Linked DNA regions of Pan troglodytes: region 2 is linked to region 1. Evidence: chromatin contacts called from public capture Hi-C data. All regions are on one chromosome and are shown on one strand. The core of a region is the stretch at or near the end of the contact, and the rest is flanking DNA. Distances in the headings are between cores, read along the strand shown. Region 1 overlaps CACNB4 (calcium voltage-gated channel auxiliary subunit beta 4). Region 2 overlaps FMNL2 (formin like 2).

Evidence for each region. Capture Hi-C pulls out chosen DNA fragments and counts their contacts.
Region 2: a contact with region 1 is called in a capture Hi-C map of stem cell-derived neural stem cells, with 6 times the contacts expected there. The contact joins two enhancer-like sites. A contact is called at or near these places in 3 of 7 Hi-C or Micro-C datasets (induced pluripotent stem cells and stem cell-derived neural progenitor cells) and 1 of 1 other capture datasets (stem cell-derived neural stem cells).

The regions. Positions count from the first base shown.
Region 1 is chr13:54,065,002-54,067,815 of NHGRI_mPanTro3-v2.0_pri, reverse strand. The region is part of intron 2 of CACNB4 (calcium voltage-gated channel auxiliary subunit beta 4); the gene reads left to right. Among named protein-coding and RNA genes, the nearest start is that of CACNB4, 61 kb to the left of the region's middle. Within about 2 kb of position 1,460, at least 7 of the 24 cell types and tissues checked have an H3K27ac peak or open chromatin away from gene starts, as enhancers often do. A contact at or near this core is called in stem cell-derived neural stem cells, where this site is marked.
Region 2 is chr13:54,650,233-54,653,124 of NHGRI_mPanTro3-v2.0_pri, reverse strand. All of the region lies in intron 17 of FMNL2 (formin like 2), which reads right to left. Among named protein-coding and RNA genes, the nearest start is that of ARL6IP6, 97 kb to the left of the region's middle. Within about 2 kb of position 1,579, at least 5 of the 24 cell types and tissues checked have an H3K27ac peak or open chromatin away from gene starts, as enhancers often do. A contact at or near this core is called in stem cell-derived neural stem cells, where this site is marked.

The sequences.
Region 1 (2,814 bases), core at 211-2,710:
TTTGAGACAGAGTCTCGCTCTGTCGCCCAGGCTGGAGTGCAGTGTCGAGATCTCAGCTCACTGCAACCTCCGCCTCCCGGGTTCAAGCAGTTCTCTGCCTCAGCCTCCCGAGTAGCTAGGATTACAGGCACCCACCACCACACCTGGCTAATTTTTGTATTTTTAGTAGAGATGGGGTTTCACCATCTTGGCCAGTCTGGTCTTGAACTCCTGACCTCGTGATCCATCGGCCTCAGCCTCCCAGAGTGCTGGGATTACAGGTGTGAGCCACCGCGCTCGGCCCAATAATAAGATTCTTAAGTAGAGACCTCAGAAAACTATGTTTCTTGCTTTTTTTTAAATACAAGGAAATGTTTGCTTATACAGCTAAACCATTTTCTTTAAATGCTGTTTAATTATCCCTATATTAACTAAGCAAGCAATGACCTCAGTTCTGAATTACTTTATTATCTTTCCTCTATATCCGTCCAGAGCTCTAGCCAATGGGCCAGCAGGGAACATGAGGAAGTGTCGCACCCTCTTGGGGTGGGGACATACAGGGCTGGGAAGAGAGGGGGAGATTTCCTGTCCAGAGTGTCCTGGGCTGGGAGGTGGAAGGCCTGAGGGAACTGTCCCTCTCCACCACTAACGTGTGTAACTACAGCCAAGTCCTAGCACCAGTCAGGGCCTCTGTCCCCATCTCTGTGGCCACAGCTGGTCACCCTCCTCCCAATCTCGCATGCCATGAGTCTTTGAAAATGGCTGAGTTTGCAGCCTGTCCTGCTTTTATTGCCATGTCTTTTGTGGAAAGAGGAAAAGGAAGTCTCAGCCTCTGCTGTTAATGAGCTGTTATACGAGCCAGCAGGCTGCAGCAGAGTAGTGGGCCTTTCCTCTTCTGTGCCTCCAGCTGCTCACGCACACCTATCCTCTTCCATCTCCCAGCCAGACTCGGTGCTGAGGTAGAAGCCTGTGTCCCAAGTGCTCATCATCTCTGCTGAACACACTCATTATCTGCAATCAAGCTGCATTCCAGCTTCTTGCCAAACCCTTGTCTGTCAGTAGAAGCTGCATTGGGGATATACAGTCTGAATTTGGCTCATTAGGCCAAAGGCAAGCAGCAGAACTTGGAAAAGGCCAGGGAGGGCTGTTGCGTGGTTCTCAGCAACTTGTGCACACTCTGGTGTGAGAATTACCAAACCCCAGAATTACAAGCTCACCAACCCCTTACTTTACAAGACTTTTTGTTCTGCATTCCCATTGCAGGCCAGCATCCTTGATGCTTTGAAGAATTTAGGAACTTTGCCATTGGCAGGATTTATGAAAGCTACCCCCACCTCCTGCCTCCAAATACAGCATGGTAGATCCCAGTAGGTTCCTGACATGCATTTCTTTGGGGGCCCTCTGATCCTCCCCAGTTTTCCTGGCCAGATGAATGCTGAAGATTCCCTGGGCCCTACGTTTTGTCACGGCCTCCTTGGGGGTGGTTCCCTTCTGCATCCAGCTGTTGCAGCCTGGCTCTGTGTTCACTGCAGGCTGGGGCCCGGCCAGCTCCCTGCTGTAGCAGTTGGTGAGCAGCTCCAAAGATGAAGGGGGAGCAGCAGTGCTGCAGGCCTGCTGAGGTCTTGGCTCATGGTGGCTCACCTGGCTGACTTTCGACCAAATGGGAGAAGAAAAATCTTCCCTCCTCCCTTTAGGTCTCAGAGGGAGGCCATGTCTCCCTAGAGCATTTCTTTCTCTCCCTCCCATCCTTAGGAAAAGAAGAGTGTCATCCTAAATGCTGTGCCTTCACCTGAGAGGGGATATGTGCTTTTGGTCTAAGCAAGAAGAATGAGAAAAATTTAGGCTCACTGGGAGTCAGAAGGTCACATTATTCAGTTGTTCATGGAATACTTCAAAATGTGTGAGCATTTATTTCTTGCCTCTCTTTTGGCTTTGAAATACCTTAAAACAAGTCAGATACGTAAGCATTTGCAGCAGCAGGGTGTAAGTAGATTTAAGAATGGCACGATTCCTCTGTAATGTCCACAGACATATTCCTTTAGCAAAGATTGACATTTGGGCCAAAGCAGGATTTATTTATTCTTGCAATCACTCAGTTTGTAAATTGACGGGATATAGATTGCCACAGAAGCACTTCCCTGATTCATATTCAAAGGAGAGTCTTGTAATATTATTAGGTATGGCAAGTGTGTTATTGTAATATCCACCTTTGAGTACTTGTTCAAAGGAGGTAAGCAGGATATTATATTACTTCTAACCAAACCAAGCTTCTCGGACATGACTCATTGAGAAGGTAACAAAACAGAAGCCCAGGGAAGAATACCCTACATAAGCGCTTGGGAACCTATGCCCCCGCAAGAATCAACTGGCCTGAGCCGCAAGTGTGGAAATGGTCTACATGCGCCATCTTGTGGCTAAGGCCATCAAGAACGTTTGGAGATAGAAACACCCAAATAAGGGTTCTGCTCAGGTTCACTGCCTTTTTGAAGCTGAAGTTCATGATAGCTGCTTTCTAGCATCTAGTGCACTTCCTGGCATTCTCAATTAATATTTGTCAGGTGAAACTTTTCGAAGGAATCTCATGTCATGGCAGAGTATACTTGTTCTATGTTACACTAGAAGGCATAGCCAAGACTGACATGTCTTCCAGCCATGGTCCAAGGCCGTTGTGTACAAAATAAGACAGAATACTCTAAACATGGTCTGAGTAGCCTAAAGTACCCCAGAAATATTACTTCCAAGACTCTGGAAACTCTGCTTCTAGAGGTCGACATCCTCACTGAAATCTGCCTTTCACCACACTTAACACTTAAAAAAAATTAATGTGGTAAAAAA
Region 2 (2,892 bases), core at 330-2,829, 590 kb before region 1:
GACTAAGGGATATGAATGGCCTAAATAAGAAAAATAGGTTTTTGAGGTCTTGCTCTGTCACCCGGGCTGCAGTGCAGTGCCGCAATCATGGCTCGCTGCAGCCGTGACCTCCCAGGCTCGGGCAATCCTCCCACCTCAGCCTCCAAGTAGCTGGAACCACAGCTGTGTGCCACCATGCCTGGCTGATTTTTATATTTATTGTAGAGACAGAGTTTCACATGTTGCCCAGGCTGGTCTCAAACTCCTGAACTCAAGTGAGCTTCCCCACTCGGCCTCCCAGAGTGCTGGGATTACAGGCATGAGCCATCTTGCCCAGCCTAAGAAAATGTTTAAGACAACAGAGCGAACAAAGGGGTACATAAAGACCAAGACTCTGTCTTAAAAATAAATAAATAAAAGGGGCGGGCGGGGAAGGAAAAGAAATTGCTGGGCGTGGTGGCTCAAAGTCCTAGCACTTTGGGAGGCCAAGGCAGGTGGATCACCTGAGGTCAGGAGTTCAAGACCAGCCTAGCCAACATGGTGAAACCCTGTCTCTACTAAAAATACACAAATTAGCCAGTTGTGGTGGTGTGCACCTATAATCCTAGCTACTCGGAAGGCTGAGGCAGGAGAATCGCTTGAACCCGGGAGGCAGAGGTTGCAGTGCACCGAGATCACGCCATAGCACTCTAGCCTGGGCAACAAGAGCGAAACTCCATCTCAAAAAAGAGGAAGGAAGGGAGGAAGGGAGGAAACTCCTCTTTTTTGAGATGGGAGGGAGGGAGGGAGGGAAGAAGGAAGGAAGGAAGGAAGGGAGGGAGGGAGGGAGGGAGGGAGGGAGGGAAGGGAAGGGAAGGGAAGGGAAGGAATTGTATGGATTCTCAGACTCAGAAATAGCCACAGTCCCTTGCCCTTCTTTTTGAAAAGCAAGTTCTTCCCAGGAGTCAGCTGTGTTTGACTAGGAGGTATCTACACACTCATTAAAAATACTGAAAACCTCTTAATAGAGAGAATGGGATGTATCTTTAAGGGACTATGGCGAGTGCCAACTCCTCTCACTGTGAGGGAATATGCCAAAAAAGGTAATCCATTTAAAATTATATTTATCTATTATATATCATAAAGAAGTCTTCCCAAACCATTTAGCCATACACATTCAGCTTCGTCAGTCTGTTCTGGGTAGCCTACCACACTACTTGGGAGCTTCACTATTTGTCATTATTAGCAAGACAGGGAGGAGAACTTCAGCGCTTCAGTGCAGAACAAAATAAAAGCAACACACGACTAAGCTTGTAGCTGGCTGCCTGCCTGCCTGCCTCAGTTGGCGTTAACTGAGACAGACAGTGCCTCTCATTCCTCCAGAGTTACAAAGGCCATTTAAACAGCAGGAATGTCATCTGATAAATCCACACAAAAGCATGCAGAAAAACAGACACAGCTTTAGCCAAACCAGGCCTCTCCACCACCGAACATGACACCTTTGTCCCCACTACGCCACAGTGTCAGATTCCTCGCCATACAGCATTTTGTCTACGCTACCCAGGAAAACGGATGTTCTCGATGGGACAAAGGAACAGACTTTCCTCTAGCACTTGCCCTAGCACTGCCTCTGGCACTTCAGCAATGTTAGGGATCTGGGGAGCAGCAGAAGGGCTGCAGAGGAGTCTTTTCATAACCTGAGGTGACAGGTTGGTGCCAATGGCTTCCTACCTTCCTCTCACAGACATGGTAGGCTCATGACGCTTGCTAGAAGTTTGCCATTTGCAACCACCCTTCTAACTATTTAGCAAGGTCAGGAATAAGCCTGAGATCAGAACACAGGCAAGAAAGTTCTCCTCCTTGGAAAGGTTTTCCTGGCTTTAACCAGGGTGGGAGTGGGAAGAGGAGGAAAGCACATAGGTGACCACTGGACACACTGTGTCCCCATGGCTCGGGCTAAAGGCAGGTGAGTGCTCCCTGGAGTGGGCCAGAGACCAGCATGAGGGAGGGAATGGAAAAGGGGCACCTGGCACCTTTTTTTTGTTCTTAGAGTTGAAGCCTCAGATACAAATATAAAAATTAAAAGAAGAAGAAGAAGAAAAAAACACCTTTTCTCAGAGGAAATGGAAGAGGGCATGTGAATCCAGGATGTCTGCTTCAAGGACAATAGTCTCTTATGTAGATTCAACTAGAATGTGTGGGCAAACCTGGAATCATCATCAGCCACCACCAAGACTTCCCACAGACACAAAGTCAAAATGCAATGGATCAAAGCAAAATGGAGTGGAAAGATGTCAAGGCACAGTGTGACCAACAGAAACACATGGCAAATACTCAACACACTCAGTGAGGAGCAACCTACAGAAAAGCTTGATTGGCCCATCTTTTGTGGAAGCAGAAAGAACAGAGAAAATACAAAAAAAATTAGATATGGTTAGAGTCAAGCGGCTCAGCAGTTCACGCACTCAGCATAGAATTTCATGCTTCTTGGACACATTTCACGAGGCGGCACAGAGCCAAAAATTCATTTCCATTCAGGCCTGCCTCCAAGACTCAACTATTTCATTTTTAAAATTATCCTTTTTAGAAGAGGGAAGAAAAAAATTATTTCATCGTAGTGGTACCAAACAGCAATACTGAACTGTGCTAGGCATTCCATAGGATAGGAATAATTTTTACATGAAAAACAATCAACCAAAGTCCAAATTCGCATTGTGAGGATCCGAGCACATCCTCCCAGACAGACGGCAAAGGTTCCACCTGCTCAGCAGCCTGTCTCAGGTGACCTACCGGGGGAAAGGGAGCCAGGTTGTTCTATCACAGACTTGAGAGGAAGGAAGCCTTATTCTTCAAATGCATATTTCACACTACTACTATTTTCTCTATAAAATACAAAGAAAACTCTCAACTAGATAAACTATGGGGCTCTCCTCT